Regions from separate parts of the Rattus norvegicus genome. Here region 2 is linked to region 1. Evidence: chromatin contacts called from public Hi-C data. All regions are on one chromosome and are shown on one strand. The core of a region is the stretch at or near the end of the contact, and the rest is flanking DNA. Distances in the headings are between cores, read along the strand shown. Region 1 has its middle 21 kb from the start of Sftpb. Region 2 has its middle 7.4 kb from the start of Ggcx.

Evidence for each region. Hi-C and Micro-C count contacts between places; a contact is called where the count stands out from the background.
Region 2: a Hi-C map of kidney shows a contact between it and region 1, with 6 times the contacts expected there. The contact joins two enhancer-like sites. A contact is called at or near these places in 11 of 12 Hi-C or Micro-C datasets (the A7r5 cell line, the Rat2 cell line, Schwann cells and 6 more).

The regions. Positions count from the first base shown.
Region 1 is chr4:105,894,222-105,899,649 of GRCr8, reverse strand. No RefSeq gene overlaps it. Among named protein-coding and RNA genes, the nearest start is that of Sftpb, 21 kb to the left of the region's middle. Within about 2 kb of position 2,594, at least 5 of the 93 cell types and tissues checked have an H3K27ac peak or open chromatin away from gene starts, as enhancers often do. A contact at or near this core is called in kidney, where this site is marked.
Region 2 is chr4:106,017,800-106,023,227 of GRCr8, reverse strand. No RefSeq gene overlaps it. Among named protein-coding and RNA genes, the nearest start is that of Ggcx, 7.4 kb to the left of the region's middle. Within about 2 kb of position 2,362, at least 22 of the 93 cell types and tissues checked have an H3K27ac peak or open chromatin away from gene starts, as enhancers often do. A contact at or near this core is called in kidney, where this site is marked.

The DNA of each region.
Region 1 (5,428 bases), core at 1,345-3,844:
GGGAATCAGGAGCTGGGGGCTTCCTGGGAAATGGAGACCTGTGTCAGACCAGCTTTCAATCCACTCACGCTGAGAACCTTGGAGCCCACTAACATGTCAGCTGTTGTCTGTAGTGGAGCAGCTGTGCCTTAGGGACTGTCACTCAGACAAAGCCAGGTCCCAGCCTACATGGCAGAAAATAATCACAGGAGTCAGATTACAGCACAGTGCTTAGTAAGGAGAGGTAAGAGCAGCACCTGCTTCAGATTTTAACAGGAACGGAAGCATCAAGAGAGGTGAGAGAACCAAGTGGGAGGGAACCACACAGAGACAGAAGGACACAGAGAGGCAGAAGAAGAGAGGTAGAGGAAGGGAGAGAGAGCACACGGAGACAGAGAAAGAGATGGAGAGAGAGAAGGAAAGGGAGACAGAGGGGGAAGAGAGACAGAGACGCAGAGACAGCAAAAGAGACAGAGGCAGCAAGAGAGTGAGAGATAGAGAAAGGGAGAGAGGGAAGGAGGGTGCACATGTGTCTTAGGTACCTCCAACCATATATGCATATTGAAGTTTTTTATATATATGATATATACCTTATAAATATATATTATAAATAAATATATATTGGAATTTTATATATAAGATATACATCTTATAAATAAATATCCATATACATATATCTATGTATATATATGCAAACCATAGAATCATATCTATCTATACACATATATATGAGTCTGTGGTTTGCAGAGTTAAAATTGCTCAAAAGATATCATTTACAACCAGATTTAAAGATTAAGCAAACCTAAAGATCAAATAGGAAAATATGAGCTGGTTTCCCTGTTTTTCTTTTCTTTTTTTTTTTTCTTGGTTCTTTTTTTCGGAGCTGGGGACCGAACCCAGGGCCTTGCGCTTCCTAGGTAAGCGCTCTACCACTGAGCTAAATCCCCAGCCCCCTGTTTTTCTTTTCTTAATGAATTCCCTTTGTGTAATGAAATGGTAAGATGACTTACCAGACGCCCTGCTTCTATGGAGGAAAGACAGTGCTGACACAATTCAACTCAAGGCCCAACTGAGAAGTCTCCTCTGTTGTTTGTTTTTTCTTTGAGACAGAATCTCATTCTTTTTTTTTCTTTATTAACTTGAGTATTTCTTATTTACATTTCAATTGTTATTCCCTTTCCCGGTGTCTCTGGGCCAACATTCCCCTAACCCCTCCCCCTCCCTTTCTCTATGGCTGTTCCCCTCTCCATCCTCCCCCCATTACCACCCTCCCCACAACAATCACATTCACTGGGGATTCAGTCTTAGCGGGACCCAGGGCTTCCCCTTCCACTGGTGATCTTACTAGGATATTCATTGCTACCTATGAGGTTGGAGTCCAGGGTCAGTCCATGTATAGTCTTTGGGTAGGGGCTTAGTCCCTGGAAGCTCTGGTTGCTTGGCATTGTTGTTCATAAGGGGTCTCGAGCCCCTTCAAGCTCTTCCAGTCCTTTCTAAGATTCCTTCAACGGGGGTCCCGTTCTCAGTGGTTTGCTGCTGGCATTCGCCTCTGTATTTGCTGTATTCTGGCTGTGTCTCTCAGGAGAGATCTATATCCGGCTCCTGTTGGCCTGCACTTCTTTGCTTCATCCATCTTGTCTAATTGGATGGCTGTATATGTATGGGCCACATGTGGGGCAGGCTCTGAATGGGTGTTCCTTCTGCCTCTGTTTTAAACTTTGCCTCCCTGCCAAGGGTATTCTTGTTCCCCTTTTAAAGAATGAGTGAAGCATTCGCATTTTGATCATCCATCTTGAGTTTCATGTGTTCTGTGCATCTAGGGCAATTCAAGCATTTGGGCTAATAGCCACAGAATCTCATTCTATAGCCCTGGTTAGCGTAGAACTCTTCACACAAAGACCAGTCTAGCCTGGCTCAGCTTCCCGAGTGCTGGACGAAAGGCGTGCACCACCATGCCCAACCCCCACTTTTGGCTTTAATGTCCTCGTTTGAGATGCCTTTGGGACAAGGAGTCTTGTAGGCAATCTTGATTCTGTCAGTTATGAGGCTTTGACTCAGACAGCAGGAGCTGTAACTGGTTCCCGGGTGCTGGTGTCTTTCCAGTCCCCGGGTTTCTCCTTTCTGTCCCTCTCCTTTGGGCAGGCTGTCTTTGGCAGGCAGCCTGGTCTCAGAGTTGCTGTGTAACTGAGGATGACCTTCAGTATTTGAACTGCGTTGGGATCACAGACTTGTGCCACTATTCCTGCTTTATATGGCTCTCTTATTAGGGTTTTACTGCTGTGGACAGACATCATGACCAAAGCAACTCTTATAAGGGACAACATTTAATTGGGTTCAGTCCATTATCGTCATGGCAGGAAGCAAGGCAGCCTGCAGGCAGACATGGTGCTGGAGATAGTGAGAGTCCTACATCACGGAGCACCTGTCCTGTGGCCTTGTTCACTCTTGAGAATAATTCCTTGAACTCAAGTAGCTGCTTCACCTGTGTGTGACATGTGGTACATTTTCTGCTATGTGTTTATTTATTCATATTATTTACCACTGCATGTAGCTTGTGTGCGAGTGCCTGCTTGTGCACACATGCATGTAGGGGGACAAAGGTCAGTGTTGGGTGTTTTCTATTTCACCCTACCTTTTTTGGGAGGTGGGGGAGGAGTATTGAGACACGGTTTCTCTGTGTAACAGCTCTGGCTGTTCTGGAATTCACTATGTAGATGAGGCTGGCTTCAAACTCACAGCCATCCTCCTGTGTTTACTGGGATTAAAGGCTTATGTCACCACCACCCAGTTTCCTACCTTTTATTTGAGACAGAGTTTTCCTGAGCTCGGAGTTCACTGATTGGCTAGAGTGGCCAGCCAGTGAGCTCTGGGGATCCTCCTGTCTCTGTGTGTCACTATCCTCCCATTCTGGCTCTGAGATTATAGACAAACACTGCCATGCCCTGGCTTTATGTGGTTGTTGGGGATCTGAACTCAAATCCTCATTCTTGTGAGGTAGGCACTTCTGAATAAGCTATGTCCCCAGCCCCCTTTTTGTGAAAGTTCTTCTTTTCTTTTCTTTTCTTTTCTTTTTTTTTTTGGTTCTTTTTTTCGGAGCTGGGGACCGAACCCAGGGCCTTGTGCTTCCTAGACAAGCGCTCTGCCACTGAGCCAAATCCCCAACCCCGAAAGTTCTTTTTTAGTGTGGGTTCTCATCATTTGTATAAGGGTGTGGATGCTGTAATCGCTTGCTCTCTGGGACATACTTGGATTGTTTACTGTGATGATTTTATCACCAAGACTCACTGAAAACCCGATTCAGATGGGTGGGAGCACAGGCCTGTAAGACCAGCATTCAGAAAGCAGACACAGCGGGATTGTGTGCTCAGAGTCTCACACTGCATTGGATCCGTTGTGGTACACACCTGTGTCCCTGCACTTGGGAGGTGGAGGCAGGAAGTTCAGACATTTATGACATCATCCTCTGCTCCATAGTGAGTTCAAGGCCATCCTGGGATATATGAGATGCTGTCTCAAAGAACCATAGCAGCAATATCATCACTACCCTTGAAAGAATCACAGGGGTGGGAAGAACCTGCTTAAACCGTGGTTCACATGCTGCCACCTACTGGGAGAAAACTGCATTTCACCCTATTAGATATGAAGGATTTTTAAAATTTTTAAATTTTTATTTATTTTTAAAGATTTTCTTTATTTTATTTATATGAATATAACTGTCTTCAGACACACCAGAAGAGGGCATTGGATCCAATTACAGATGGTTGTGAGCCACTATGTAGTTGCTGGGAATTGAACTCAGGACCTCTAGAGTCAGTGCTCTTAACCGCTGAGCCTTCTCTGTAGCCCTATTTATTTATTTATTTATTTGTAACTTTTCTTGGATATTTTATGTATTTACATTCAAATGCTATCCCCTTTCCCCCCTCTTCCATACCCATCACTATTTATTTTTAATAAGCCTTCAATCTTACAAACTCTTTCTTGTTCTTCCTCACATCAATTGATATTATGGGCCAATGTTTCATTGCAACAATCAGACACCAATGGAAAACTTTGCTATAGGCTAGGCATGGTGGTGCATGTCTATGATCCTAGCACTAAAGAGGGTTAATATTAGATTCATAGTGAGTTTGAGGCTAGCCTGGGCTATATGAGACCCTGCCTCAAAAACAAAACAAGGGGTTAGAAAGGTAGCTCAGAGGTTAAAGGGTGCTTTGCTCTGAGTACCAGAGTTTGGATCTGAGAACCCACACAGACACTTATAACTATCCTGAGAGATCCAACACTCTCTTATGTCTTCTGTAGGCATATATACATATAAATAAATAAATAAATAAATAAATAAATAGTAAAGAAAAGCAGCAACAAACTAACAGATGCACTTTTAATCAAAATACTTGGGAAGTAGATATAGATGGATCTCTGTGAATTTGGGCCAGCCTGGTCTACATAGTCAGACTCTGTCTCAAAAATCAAGACAAAAGTAATAATAAACAACAACAATAAAAAGGTCTTAGAAATATTGAGTTTTTCAAATATATACCACAATTGAACAAATAAGTACCTATAAGTGGGATAGTGGAATCAGAACCCATGTAACAACATTCCTGCTCCATTAGATCGGATCCTAGGCACTGGCGTAAGCTAATGATTTTACACACAGTGATAGTCAGACATGACCACTCCACTGCACAGGTTGTATCTCAATTTACGATTAGAAAGTTCCATATGGCAAGACTTTAGATAATGAGAATGTGTCTCAAACACAGCCTGACTTGGATTTGTCACAAGCATTTACACTGGGTTTGATGAGCGTTTACACTGGAGATGAAGAAAGCGTAGGCACATCAGGATGGAGCCCCAACCTCTTCTGGGCCCTCAGTGTCTCTCCAGGCATGGAAGCCTGGCTTGCCTTGTGTCTCATTTGTGTGCCTAGAGCGGGGCCCACTGAAGCCGAGTGGATGCCCAACACAGACAGATTTTTTTTCTTAACTTTCTTATTAATTCCTAAAGACATAACGTTCGTTTTTATTTTCAAATTTTATGTGTGTGGGTGTTTGGCCTGTATGAGCATCTGCAACATGTGCATGCAGTGCCTGAGAAGAGGGCATTGGGTTGGGAAAGGGCAAAGGTTCTTCCATCTTGTCTCAGCTGGAGCCATCTTTGATTTAGCCTAAAACTGACCCCTTCTCTACACTCATGTGAAAAGTCCCATGGGAAATTAGCCAACCCTGTTCTAGAAACTCCGGTAGAAATACCCCAGGTAACTGCATGTTTTTGCCTTCCGTTAAACTGCTTACTTTACTCCAATCTATCTATCTATCTATCTATCTATCTATCTATCTATCTATCTATCTATCCATCCACCCTTCTTTCCACCCACCCACCTATCCATCCACCCATCTATCTATCCATCCATCCATCCACCCACCCACCCACCCACCCACTC
Region 2 (5,428 bases), core at 1,113-3,612, 120 kb before region 1:
TTGCTTTTGTTAATCTCTGCTCATTCATTCACATGCTCATATGAGAAGACTCAGTTCTTCCAACTTTGGACAAAAGAGCTTTGAGGAACTGCAAAGTAGTTCCCAGAGAACAGCTGCCCAAGATTCAGAAACAAACAAACAAAACATCAAAAAGCAAACCAACCAACCAACCCACCATTTTTTAAAATGCAACAGAAGGTGGCCCGGGAGATAGATGGCTCAGATCGCAGCTCTCGTCTCTCATCATCTCCCATCTCACCAGATGATCATGACTACAGTGATCTCAGAAACACTTGCTGCTCTTGTAAAAGACCAGAATTTGGATCCCAGTGTCCATGTCAGATGGCTCAAGATTTCCTGTAACAGCTCTAGGGGGTGTCCTCTTCTGGCCCCCATAGGTACATGAGTTTATATGTATATACACACACATGCACACATACACACACACTCACAATTAAAAAAATAAAACAAATCTTTTCAAAATGGAATATGTGTATTTGAGGTAAGATGTTTGTAGAGCAAATTTGAGTTTGGATCCCTCACACTCATATGAAAACCAGGCCTGGTTCTGGAGCTTTGAGCTCCTGGTCCTGAAGGATGGAGAGAGACAGATGACAGCCAGGGCTTACAGAATCGAGCCCTGTCTCGAAAAGATCGGGTGGAGGGCTGGAGAGATGACTCAGTGGGTAAGAAAGAGCTCTTACTACTGTTGCAGAAAACCAAGGTTTGCAGCAACCACATGGTGGCTCCCAACCATCTGTAACTCCACTTTCAAGGCCTCCTGGCCCCCTCTTGTGGGCTCCTGGGGCACTGCATGCAACTGGTACACAGACATATATGCAGACAAAACAAAGACATAAAATAGAAATAATACATTGCCAAAGAGGATAACGCACAACTTTAATCCCAGCACTCGAAAGGAAGAGACAGGCGGACCCATGTGAGTTTGAGGGCAGCCAGGGCTACACAGAGAAACCCTGTCTCAAAAGACCAAAATGATAACAATAAAACAATAATAAATCTTTTTAAAGCTTAGTTATAAGACATCAACCATTGACCTCTGGGCTACACCCACATGCATGCATGTGCACACACATACACACACTGGGACATATGCACTAGGTAGCCTATGTCTTCACACTAAATTGAAGACAAGCATTCCTCACTTCTCTTACAAGCTGAAGAGCGAACCTGAGGTAGAACAGGATGGATGCTCAGCGTCCATCAAAGGAAGCAGAACTCCTCTAAGTCCTCCAGTGTTAGAGGCTTGTGGTTACAGGATAAATTTTATGCTCATAATTGATGTATCGGATGAATTGGTGTTGAATTTATATCAGAGAATATAAAATGCATTGTGCAACACATATCAATAAAAGAATGCCCTGCTTTTGTTCCACAGAGAATAGAAATTAGGAGTCAAACACGCTGAGCCTCAAAATATTTTGTAATTTTCATTTAAATGGCTAAGAGGCTTGATACGATTGGCTCACACGAGTCTTCCAATTCATTGTGTCTTGGCTAGGTTTCTATTGCCATGACAAGACACCGTGACGGAAAGCAACTTGGGAAGGGAAAGGGTTTATTTCAATTCATAGTTCCACATCACAGTTCATCACCGAGCGATGGGTGGGAACACAAGGCAGGATCTGAAGGACAGGTGTTGCGAGTAATTTTAAAAATCACTGCCGCCTTTGCCTGGGAGCTGCTATGCTACCTACCAGCCCCTCACGGCTTTCCTATCGTTCTACCCGGCTTAGCTCCGGGAACGTCACTGCCAGCCCTAACCTGGCTTCTCTTTCAACCCGCCCTTGCTGGGGGTTGGGAGAGCGTTCCAGCCGCTTTCCTCCGGGAGGGGTCGCGCTACCAGCTCCCACCTGAGACCCTTGAATCCATGGATAAAAAACACTCACACACAGCTTGTTGCTTTTTTAACTTGCCTACTAGGCATAAATTGTTGGGTGCAGATGTCTCCCGCCTGGAAAGGCATGTCCTTACCAATTTATTATATCCGTCCCTCCTTCCCCCCTAAACTTAGTGGCTTATTCCACTGAGCCCCTACTAAACATCCTTGGCCACCTGCCCATAGCGGTGGCCGCAGGCCTTAGCTCTCCCCAAGGCCTTACAAGATTGCTGCATCCTTCTTCTTCCAAAGCGTGGCAGAAAAGCCTCTGTCCTTTGCGTCTCTCTTTTCCTGCTGGGACCAGGAGTCCTACCTGTACCCTCTGCCCAGCGATTGGCCCCTAGCCTTCTTTATTGACAAATCCAGAACCAATTAGGGAAACAGGGACCTCCTCTTACAGACAGGACCTGAAGAAATGCTGTTTACTGACTTGCTAGTTAGTTCCTGGCTTACTCAGCCTGCTTCCGCATACACCTCAGAGTCACCTGCCGTTGGTTGGCACTGCCCACGTTGAACTGGGCCCTCCCATATCAATCATTGATCAAGAAAAATTCCCTCACATGCTTGGGAAAATTGCTCTAGCTGGTGTCAAGGTGACAAAAAAAAAAAAAAAAAAAAAAAAAAAAGCTGCCTATTATACCACCTACACAAATAGAGCAAGCTCCGTGGATCAGCTAAGAACTCTGCTAGTACTTGGTTTATTTTTCTCCCATAGCCCTCCAAAAATATATTTCCCACAAAAACTCAGTGTTGTTATACATACAGTTCTCTTACATTTTTATTTAGTTAAACAGAGCCATAGTCTTTCTTTCTTTAATTGAAAAAAGATTTCTCTCTCATACAATATATCTCAACCATGGTTTCCCTTCTCTCTACTTCTCCCAGCTTCCCCCAGCCCCCACCTCCCCTTTACCCAGATCCACTCCCCCTCCTTTTCATCTTCAGAAAAGAGCCACCTCCAAGAGATGATAACCACACAGGGCAAAACAAGATACAATAAGGCATGCAAAAGCCCTTGTATTGACACTGGATAAGGCAACGCCATAGGAGAAAGAGTCTCAGGACCAGGCCAGAGGGTTAGAGCTACCCCTGCTCCCACTGTTGAGAGTCTCATAAAAACACCAAGCTAACAGCCATACCATATAGCATACCGCAGAGGACCTGATGTAGACTCATGCAGGCCCAGTGTTTTCGTTTCAGACTCTGAGCCTGGGTAAGCCCTGCTCACTGGATTCTGTGGGCCATGTTCTCCTGGTGTCCTCCATCCCCTGACACCTCCTCTACTTCCATAGGGTTCCCTGATCTCCAAAGGGAGAAGCTAACCTTCCATTTATTCTCCCTGCATAAAGTCTCTGTGGTCTCTGCTCCTGTCTGTTGCAAGAGGCAACTTCTCTGATGACAGTGACTGGGCAAGGCACCGATCTGAGTAGAGCCGAGTATCACCAGGAATAATTTCATTGATTTTTTTTTTTTGATCAGTCATATTTGGATCTACCCTGGGTTCTGGGCTATCCAAACAGTGTAGGGCATGGACTCCCTCTCCTAGCATGGGTCTCAAGTTAAACCTAACATTGGCAGGCTGTCCTATAAGTTCTATGCCCCAGGACATCTTGCAGGCAGGACAGGTTGTAGGTAGAGGGGTTTGTGGCTGAGATGGTGTCCAGGTTTCTCTTCCTGTAGCCTGCAGAGTACCTTCCTGTGCCAATGTAGGGGTGAAGGCTCCCAGCCTGCACCAGCTTGACCTCTCTATGTTCAATGAGCTGTGTGGAAGTCGTCCTCAGCAATGGGGCCCCACTGATAATTTTCAGAGAGAGAGAGAGAGAGAGAGAGAGAGAGAGAGAGAGAGAGCGCCTCTGTCCTAGCATCAGCCTGCAATGTTTAGGGATCTCCACAAGAACTTCTTGACCAACAACCAATCAAATGTGACACAGTCCCGCCACTGGAAACCTTGCCCAGCTACAGAAGATCCACCTACCTCTGTCTTCTAATTGCTGGGGTTAAAGCATATGCCACCATGTCTGGCAAAAATGATAACTTTAAAAACTAGGCATGGGGGCTGGAGAGATGGCTCAGAGGTTAAGAGCACTGACTGCTCTTCCAGAGGTCCTGAGTTCAATTCCCAGCAACCACATGGTGGTTCACAACCATCTGTAATGAGATCTGATGCCCTCTTCTGGTGTCTCAGAAGACAGCTACAATGTACTCATATATAATAAATAAATAAATCTTGAAAAAAAAAACTAGGCATGGCTACCTACAATAGTGTGACCCTTGCACACATGACTCAGAGGCAGGGGTGGTGGTTGCAAGTTCCATGAAAGCCAGGCCTACTTATGGCGTTTCAGGATAGCCAGGGCTGCATCCTGAGGCTCCATCTCAAAAGTTCAAAACCAAGAAAATAAAAGGGTACTTCTAGGGGTTGGGGATTTAGCTCAGTGGCAGAGCGCTTGCCTAGCAAGCGCAAGGCCCTGGGTTCAGTCCCCAGCTCCGAAAAATAGAAAAGAAAAAATAGGGGCTGGGGATTTAGCTCAGTGGTAGAGCGCTTACCTAGGAAGCGCAAAGCCCTGGGTTTGGTCCCCAGCTCAAAAAAAATAAAAATAAAAATAAAAAAAATAAAAGGGTACTTCTAAAAATTGCAAGCTGAGAGCAGGTTGTGGAGGCACATACGTTCAATCCTGGCACTTAAGAAGCAGAGGCAGGCGGGTCTCTGTGAATTTGAGGACAGTCTGGTCTATGTTGCATGCTCCAGGCAACCAAGGCTACTTAGTGAGACCGTTTCAAACAAACAGCCAAAAAAAAAAAAAAAAAAAAAAGTCACAAACTGAGGTCTGTGGAGATGGCTCAGTGGGATGCCTGAGGGCTTGAGTTTGGATTCCCTAAACCCAGGTAAAACCTAGAAGCATCTGTATGCATCTGTAATCTCGGTGGTCCCAAGAAGATAAGAGAAACCCAACCCGAGAATTCCTGGAAGCTTGCAGGACCAGCTAATCTGACAGTGAACTGCAAGAGATTCTGTCAAGATGGATAACAAGACCAATATACAAGCCTGTCCTTTGACCTCCACATGTACACCGTGGCATGTGCACATCTCACACATATGACAGGCACAATCACGCACCACATTGTCATCTGGTGAGCTGGGGACATAGCTCAGTTGGTAGAAACTTTGCTTCACATGCATGAAACCCTGGGCTTCGGTCCCCAGCACTGGAGACAATAATGTCTGGTGTACACATTTGTGATCCCAGGAGGTGGAGGCAGGAGAGCGTCACGATCATCCTAATTACTTACTGGAACCGCCTGGGATACATAATTCCCTATTTCTACAATAAATAAAGGCACAGAAAGATGGCTCAGTGTCTAAGAGTACATACTGTTCTTTCAGAGGACCAGAGTTCAATTCCCTCCACCCAGATTGGGCAGCTCACAACTGCCTATTGCTGCAGGATATTTGATCACATTGTGAACTCCAAGATTGTGTTATTTACTGAAAAAAAAATCTGTTTCTAGCTGTGGTGTGACTCAGCC